Regions from separate parts of the Ovis aries genome. Here all the other regions are linked to region 3. The links are chromatin contacts, called in public Hi-C maps. All regions are on one chromosome and are shown on one strand. Each heading gives the region's core, a stretch centred on a gene start, on an enhancer-like site or on the middle of the called end of the contact. The rest is flanking DNA. Distances are from core to core; before and after follow the strand shown. Region 1 overlaps RGS5 (regulator of G protein signaling 5). Region 2 holds the start of NUF2 (NUF2 component of NDC80 kinetochore complex). Region 3 has its middle 62 kb from the start of CCDC190.

The links. A called contact is a pair of places that touch in the nucleus more often than the background predicts.
Region 1: a Hi-C map of liver shows a contact between it and region 3, with 4 times the contacts expected there. The contact joins two enhancer-like sites. A contact is called at or near these places in 3 of 16 Hi-C or Micro-C datasets (liver, skin fibroblasts and tail adipose tissue).
Region 2: a Hi-C map of liver shows a contact between it and region 3, with 4 times the contacts expected there. The contact joins the promoter of NUF2 here to the enhancer-like site in region 3. A contact is called at or near these places in 5 of 16 Hi-C or Micro-C datasets (hypothalamus, liver, omental adipose tissue and 2 more).

Annotation. Positions count from the first base shown.
Region 1 is chr1:114,835,930-114,838,629 of ARS-UI_Ramb_v3.0, reverse strand. All of the region lies in intron 1 of RGS5 (regulator of G protein signaling 5), which reads left to right. Among named protein-coding and RNA genes, the nearest start is that of RGS5, 19 kb to the left of the region's middle. Within about 2 kb of position 1,434, at least 11 of the 54 cell types and tissues checked have an H3K27ac peak or open chromatin away from gene starts, as enhancers often do. A contact at or near this core is called in liver, where this site is marked.
Region 2 is chr1:115,016,361-115,019,207 of ARS-UI_Ramb_v3.0, reverse strand. NUF2 (NUF2 component of NDC80 kinetochore complex) reads right to left here and starts at 1,362. Exons shown (of 14, transcript XM_060415754.1): 1 at 972-1,362. LOC105613604 (a long non-coding RNA gene) reads left to right here and starts at 1,516. Exons shown (of 2, transcript XR_009600691.1): 1 at 1,516-1,693; 2 at 1,792-2,847.
Region 3 is chr1:114,505,021-114,508,096 of ARS-UI_Ramb_v3.0, reverse strand. No RefSeq gene overlaps it. Among named protein-coding and RNA genes, the nearest start is that of CCDC190, 62 kb to the right of the region's middle. Within about 2 kb of position 1,391, at least 3 of the 54 cell types and tissues checked have an H3K27ac peak or open chromatin away from gene starts, as enhancers often do. A contact at or near this core is called in liver, where this site is marked.

The DNA of each region.
Region 1 (2,700 bases), core at 185-2,684, 330 kb before region 3:
GCTGGGAAAGATTGAAGGCAGGAGGAGAAGCGGATGACAGAGGATCAGATGGTTGGATGGCATCAGCGACTCAGTGGACATGAGTTTGAGTAAACTCTGGGAGTTGGTGATGGACAGGGAGGCCTGGTGTGCTGCAGTCCGTGGGGTGTCAGAGTCGGACACGGCTGAATGACTGAACTGAACTGAACTGATGAGATGTTGGGAAGGATGGAAGAGAAAAGGAATCCATGATACCATTCACAAGTCATTTCACATCTCAAGTCCTGGCTTTCTCATTTATATTCTCAAGATGTTGAGTATGATAATCCCAAAGTCTTAGTTTATAATAGCTAAAGAAGATATTAGAAGTTTTCTCACTAAACTTGTTTCCTTCCTCTCTCCTTGTTTTTGACTGAAGACAAGAGAACTTAAATTTCTTAAGCTCACCCAGCAAATTAGTGACAGAGTTGAGAACAGGGTTTAGTCAATGGCTAATGTTACTGTTTACTATTTCTTTCCTAAGTTTCTTTCCTACTGTTATATGTTCATAGTTGTCATTTTTGTGTGTAAATAAGCTGGACATGTTCCTTTGTTAGCAAGGAGTTAGTAAATAATAATAATACTAGTCTCTGTCATTTATGGATTATATTGTCTGTGCTGGCAATACTATAAGCATCTCATATAAAATAACTAATTTCATCACCATGAAAAACTTTTGAGGTTGGTATCATTATTATCTCTAGTTTATAAATGACAAAACTGAGGCAAGGTAAGGTTTAGAAATCTGCCAAAAGTCACACGCATAGTAAGATAAATCTGGTCAGTTTGACTTCAACCTTCATTCCCTTAACCACTGTGCTATACTGGCTATTGCCTTTTAGGAAAAAAATTGCTTAATTTTGGCATTAGCCCCATTCTCCTGGGAAGAGTTTCACTTCACTTTCTCTCTCAGAACAGTCTCTTTGACCTGTATCCTACTTCTTGGCAAATTCTTTCAGTTATATAACTGAGGTGGGAGTTTTGCCACAGTTAGGAGTTGGGTATTTTCTCTGCCAAGGGCAGGGGAAAGATTGAACAAAATCCAACATGTTGCTTGTGACTATAATAAAGAACTCAAGATCTGGAAAGTATCTTATGAAATCATCTGGACCGATCCAGATGTCATATGACTTAGAGCTTATCCAAAACAGCTGGTTTTGTCTTTTCTTGGTGAATTTTCTTCAGCAATGGAAAGTTGGCCACATTTAGTTCAGTTTCCATGGTTTCATCAACCATATGGTGAGTAAGTTCTCTTGAACGCTTCCTGGTTTTTTTTTTTTTTAAGGGTTTTTTATCACACTTATAGAAGGATGACTTTTGAACAATTTTCAAAAGGCAGATATTATTCACGATTCAATGGACGTGAGCAAACTCTGGGAGACAGTGGAGGACAGAGGAGTCTGTCTGGCACGCTACAGTCCATGGGGTTGAAAAGAGTCAGACACAATTTAGTGGCTGAACAACAACATTGTTATTTATATCTTTCTTTTTTGAAGCATCATAATGCCTTGAAGTTATTCCAAAAATCCTTGCTTGTGTCTGGGTATTAGGCTTGAGTGAAGCCGGGAGCTCCGGGACTAAAAAGGTCAAGTCTCATTATGAGCACCATATAGCTGTCCCTCTCTATGATCCTGGCATTTCCCTGGAGTCCCACAGATGTGTTTGTGTGGCAGGGTAGAGTAGGGGTGTTGATTAGCTAGAGAACCCTAAACCAGAGTCCTGTAAACTTGTCTCAGAGGTTCTGTCTTTCCCCCTCTGTTTCTCTGCCTCTTTCTTTATCACTCATCAAAAGCAACATTTCTGTTGAGGATCAAGCCAGTGTATCTCCCCTGCAAGTTTAGGGTCTTCAAAAACAAAAGCTAGAAATAAGATATTATCTTCAATCAATACCTGCTTTTGGCCTTATAACACAATTCCCTCAGAAGTAAGAAAGCACAAATCCCTACCTCCCTTCTTGAAAGTCAGAAGAAAAACTATTAGTATAGAAAAAAAAGCATGAACTAACACCTCAATTCATTAATATTTTATATGTTATCTTTGTTATTTTTAAGAGTTGCTGCAGGCCACTTGTTCTCTGCCTGTGTATCGTGAGGAGGGAACTCTTGCCCACAGCTAGAGTCCTTGCACCTAGATTCAGGGATCATGCGATTAGAATGAAAGGCCAGTGACACTTGGAAATATCAGGGGTGTGGAGACACAGAGTGTGCTTCTCCGTCAAGTGATGGAGGAAGACAACACATCACCAGGCTCTATCGATCTTCCCATGCCCAGCCTGCATTTGACCGACAGGGAACAAACAAAGGTCCTGCAAAGACAGGCTTTCCCCAGCTGCCTCTAGTTGAGTGAGGGCCTCACTTTCTGTTTTCATCATTGCTTTGCAGCCCAAATATCTTCCTGGCTTTCAACATGGAGCTTTCCTTCTATCTTCCCCAGTATAGAGTCACCAGAAATTGCTTCTGACTTTTCCCAGTTCTCACGCTTTAGTATCTTTGTGATTTCACCAGGAAAGTAGTGTTTATGGCATATAATTCACTCCTCCCATGAAGAGAAAATGAGCTTAATGAAATCAAATACTAATATCCCAGAAGTTAAGAGTAACTGCTATAAACTGTAATACTAGGCGAAACAAGATGGGTGTTATTTAAGTAAAGATGATAATGATGGTTACCGTGCACTGCATGC
Region 2 (2,847 bases), core at 113-2,612, 510 kb before region 3:
TCAGAGATTATTCCAATAGAGAAAGAGGTGCAAAATACAATATCTTCATAATTATTATCACACATCTCTACCTTCTAAAACTTGTGCACTTTGCCATCAAGTTAATCTGCATAGAACAACAAATGCATCAGGTAACATCTTTACAAAAATAATTACTTGCCCTGCCCATCATATCAAATTCAAATGTTTCTGCTTGGCTTTAAAAACTTCTATAATTTAATAACCTAATAAATTTTCTGTTACAAGTTAGTCTCTTCCAGGACATTTCCCAAACTTCCAATGTTTCCCTTTGAAACCATCTCTCCTATCTAACTTCTATTTTCTTTGATAGTACAATTTCAGTTCCAATTTATTCACGAGTATGTGGAGAGGGAGGGAGAACGGAATAGGGAGGAGAGGGAGAGAAAAAGACAGGTGAAGAGGCCTTCCAATCCAGTTTGAGCTCTCTGGTGAAATAAAGTATATAAATGACCTAATATGTAAAGTAGCAGGTCATTTACTGCTAATCACCTCTCGGTGTCCCATTATCTGCAACACCACAAACCAGCGCACAGTAGGTTCATTTTTCTAAAACAAACTACATCGTGGAAATCAAAAGGCCAGGGAGCCGATGCTAAACAAAGAGAAAAGAGTCCCAACCTAAAAAAAATTAAAAGTTTCCCGAAGTTATTCAGGGAAAAATGATCGCGCCATGCACGCAAAGCGCTATATATACACCGCCCTCTTCCTCTGACTTTTGGATTAAGCATGATATTTCTAATATCACACCGCAGCATGACGAGCTGCGGTCCAGTGGATCGCAAAGAACACGACCTGGCGACTGAACAACAACATGATATTTTAGCCTTTCGATTTTTGGTTTGACTTTGGTTAAGCGATGTGTGAGTAACGGAAATTTATGACACCATCTGGAACCCCATTAGCTTCTAAATAAATCGGTTAAAAATATAGAAATACAACCTTCAACTGACCAGCTGGACTGCAAGTTTCTTCTCGAGTAATCTTTGCTGTACCAGACGGCAGATATTCGTTTCGTAGGAAATGAGTTCAGATTGTTTTGGGGACTAAAATCTAACGAAAACGACCTATGCGCTCACCCGCAGCACCCAAAGGCGGGCTTCTGCAGCCTCCTCCCCAGCGACGCGTGGAACGAAAACAGTCAGGCCCGTGGCTCCAGAGCGAGAAAGCACACACTGTCTCCCGGACTCCGTCCACGCGCGTCTCTTTGCTCTCACCTACCGCAGCAGCCGCCCACAGGACAGCGGCGAGTCCGTGGAGCAGCTACACGCAAAGTCAAAGGTCAGCAAACATCGACCGTTGTCAATTTTCAAACCAGCCGCCTTCCCCTGGAAGTCCCTCCCCGTTCCGCCCCGCCCACTTCCTGCGCTCGGGCCGCGCCGGGTACCGGCTGGGCTCAATATGCTTAGAGCGGTTGGCGCTGGAGTTGCGAGAGAGAACGCTGGGCTCTAGGCGGAACTATTTTTCGCGGAGTTGACGATCAGTCGGAACTTCTGCAGGAAGTGACAGAGCCGCGGTTTGGGGAAGTAGTCCGGCGTTGCCGCGGAATTCCCGAGGTCCATGGACGTGTTTGGCTTTGGAGATGTAGAGCGAAAATGAATAGAGGGTTTCTGGAGACTTAAGCTAAGCTCAGGGTAAGAAGGAAAGGAGGACTTGGGGCTGTCAGTGGGGCAAGGTAAGTCATAGAGACTCAGAGTGATAATAATGTTGATGTTTTTTGAGCAGAGCCCCCGGGTTCTGTGTTGGATGCTTACAGGTATTATCTCTTTTCAGTTCAGTTCAGTCGCTCAGTCATGTCTGACTCTTTGCGACCCCATGGACTGCAGCACGCCAGGCTTCCCTGTCCATCACTAACTCCCCGAGCTTGCTGAAACTCATGTCCATTGAGTCGGTGATGCCATCCAACCATCCCACCCGCTGTCGTCCTCTTCTGCCTTCAATCTTTCCCAGCATCAGGGTCTTTTCCAACGAGTCAGTTCTTCGCCTCAGGTGGCCAAAGTATTGGAGTTTCAGCTTCAGCATCAGTCCTTCCAATGAACACCCAGGACTGATACCATTTAGGATGGACTGGTTGGATCTCCTTGCAGTCCAAGGGACTCTCACCCTCGCAGTTCGAAAGCTTCAATTCTTCGACGCTCAGCTTTCTTTATAGTCCAACTCTTATATCCATACATGACTACTGGAAAAACCTTAGCTTTTATTAGACAGACCTTTGTCAGAAAAATAATGTCTCTGCTTTTTAATATGTTGTCTAGGTTGGTAATAGCTTTTCTTCCAAGGAGCAAGTGTCTTTTAATTTCATGGCTGCTGTCACCATCTCCAGTGATTTTGGAGCCTCCAAAAGTAAAGTCTGTCACTGTTTCTGTTGTTACCCCATCTATTTGCCATGAAGTGATGGGGCTGGATGCCATGATAGTTTTTTGAATGTGAGTTTTAAGCCAGCTTTTCACTCTCTCCTCTTTCACTTTCATCAGGAGGCTCTTTAGTTCTTCACTTTCTGCCATAAGGGTGGTGTCCTCTGCATATCTGAGATTAATGATATTTCTCCCGGCAGTCTTGATTCCAGCTTGTGCTTCATCCAGCTCTGCATCTCACATGATGTACTGTGCATATAAGTTAAATAAGCAGGGTGACAATATACAGCTTTAACGTATTCTTTTCCCAGTTTGGAACCAGTCTGTTCCATGTCCCTTTCTAACTGTTGCTTCCTGACTTGCATACAGATTTCTCAGGAGGCAGATAAGGTGGTCTGGTATTTCCATCTCTTATTTTCCATAGTTTTTTGTGATCCACAATATCTCTTTTAGGATTCATTAAAAAGGGAAAAGG
Region 3 (3,076 bases), core at 142-2,641:
CATAGATGGCCTAGCTTTGTTGTACCGTTGGAAGCTATGAGAGAAAATATTGTTCAGGAAGGCTTTGATGAAAGAGAGGGCTAAGAATACCAGAGTAAGAGATATTAATCAATAGGTAGCTCAGAGGTTAAAGCATCTGCCTTCGATGCGGGAGACCCGGGTTCGATCCCTGGGTCTGGAAGATCCCCTGGAGAAGGAAGTGGCAATCCACTCCAGTATTCTTGCCTGGAGAATCCCATGGACAGAGAAGCCTTGTAGGTTACAGTCCACGGGGTGGCAAAGAGTCAGACACGACTGAGTGACTTCACCTCACCTCAAGCTACATAAAGCCTTAGAAACATTTTCAGCAAGGGAACAGTTTTTCAAACACAAAATGAATTTCATCCAAGTGAACTTTGGGAGGTAATTTCTTTGGCCATACTATCTAGGAGGCAGCCATCTCCTATTCTAAAAACTACATTTGATTCAAGACAATATATCCTCTCATTTGATTCCCCAGGGCTCCCTCATGTGTGTTTAGGCTCGAGTCATGTTTGCTTACACAGGACATCTCCATCTGAAAATGTTTGTGAATAAAGGCAGCCCTCCCTGTAGATGGGACAGATGGAGAGGTTTCAAAGGAATCTTGTGCTCTCCTAAAAGAATTAACACTCAAAACAAACCATATCACTTCCCTTGTTCCCACTCATTCCAAGAAGTAAATATTATTATCGATTATCCAGAGACAAAGAATTCCTCAACCTGCTTTGCATGGCCTTTAATGTTACTATCTCAATGTTTACATATTGTTCCTTTTATATAATTGTACTGAGGGTTTTTGATGAGGTAAAGAGACCATGTTTTCAATGCCTACTTTTTCTGTAGCTTTTGGCCACTCTTTCATTTCCTGCAGACCAGCCTTGTGACTCAGGCAGCAAGTATCAGTTGAAGGAATGGAAACACTCCTAGCAGCTGGGAGAAACAGAAGAGACATCGGTTATAACAGACCTATAGTTCCTCTTCCCTTTAGACGTGAAAGTGAAAGTGAAGTCGCTCAGTCGGGTCCAATTCTTTGCGACTCCATGGACTGTAGACTACCAGGCTCCTCTGTCCATGGGATTTCCCAGGCAATAGTACTGGAGTGGATTGCCATTTCCTTCTCCAGGGGATCTCCCAACCCAGGGATCAAACACATGTCTCCCGCATTGTAGACAGACGCTTTACCGTCTGAGCCTCCAGGGAAGTCCACTGGTTAGACATTGCCCACACTCAAAAAAAAAAAAGTTTCTAAGCAAGTAACATCCTAATAGTCCAAAAGAGGTTGTGGTCATACATTTCACCCTGTGAGGGGGTCCACAGGGTGGGACTGTGAACCCCCTCAAGAGTAGAAAATGCATTTTATTCTTCTCTTAGTTTCCAGGGCTCCACACAGTGTTGAAATATATTAGGTACAGACTAAATGTTTGTGGAAGGAAAGGATCAATGCACCAGTCATTACAACACAGTAAATAATATGATAGGTTTTTTTTCTCCAAATAGAGATCTGCTCCTTTAGTTTTACTTTTTTTTTCTGAAATTTGTTTTCATCACAGAGATAAACATGGTACTAATTGGAGGCTGTGAGCCTCTTGAGGTCAAGCACAAAACCTTTGTAATTTCACTGCTGAGTGTGTAGCAGATGCATAGGGGTCAGGGGTCAACAATTATTTGTGAAATGAACACGTGCTATTTCCTCTGACTGCACTGAATCAAGTTAGGTCACCAGCCCCTCTTTAGCACAACTTGACCTCGCTGTTTGTCCATGATTTTGATTATTTTTGATGTGGACCATGTTTATTTTAAAGTCTTTGTTGGATTTATTACAATATTGTTTCCGTTTTATGTTTTAGTGTTGGGGCCATGAGGCATGTGGGATCTTAGCTCCCCAACCAGGGGTAGAACCTGAACCTCCTGCATTGGAAGAGTCTTAACCACTGGATGTCAAGGAAGTCTCTTGATTTTGGTTTTGGAAGCAGGACAAGAACCAAATCTCACAGCCTTCATGAATCTCAGCATGAAATCAGCACCAGTAAGCCCCCTTTGCCTGCTTTGTCAGGAGCTCAGTAAGGCTCTGCAAATTGGTGAGCCTTGCAGACCCCTACCTTCCTCCTAGCTAGATGAGAGCAACAGGTTCTGCCAAATCAGGCAGGATTAGCCCACTTGGATCAGGGGCCAGAGAGCTCAGCCATCTCCCTAGGCACTTAGCTCCCTGCTCACTGTTTCCTTGGGGTCTGAAAGATCAAATCTGAGAAGTTAAACACCATAATGATGAGCTTCATAAAGCTGTCGGACACCTGACAGCCCCTCAACTCTGCAGATGCCTAATCAATACTCAGTTCATTAGACAGTTAACTTGCCCAAGCTGCTGACTGGTTTCAGAAACTCTCCTGTTTTGGACATGTGGAAGGCAACTGTCTAGTAGAATTTAGCTCTGTCCCGTTGGAGAAATAACACAAATTTTTGGATTATTTCTTGATCCAACAGGCTGTGATTAGAAGAGGGATACCATCAATCCAACAATCTTTTTATAAGAAATATCGAAATAGAAATGCAAAGGCCCAGTTGGCCTGGAATCCTTCCCTCAGATGTTTAGGCACCAGAAGGTAACTGTTGTGGGTAAACTTCCATTAGAGTCTGAGTGGTGTCTCCCTCCAACCACAACCACCAGGAAAGAGGAAAACAGCTTCCACCAAGGGACAGCTCAGCCATAAACCCTCCAGAAACAGAGCTCAGGATTCCTGAAAACACAGCAAGACATTTAGAAAATCAGGGCATTTTCCTCAGCACAAATGCATCATTGTTGTCTACAGGGCAATAAACTGGATGTTAGAAACACCAGCCTCTGACACTGTTGCTTGACAGATCCCTTGCCTCTGGGAGAAAATACACACGAGACAGAAAAGCTCAGTTCTGAGATGTGGAGTGTAAGTTTTTTTTTTTCCTTTAGAAGGTTTATATATTTGTTACTGCCTTATAGAAAGAAAATAGGATAAGAGGTATGACCAATCATTTTTTTGAAAAAAGATTTAGCATGGAAAGGGTATAAGGACAAATATCA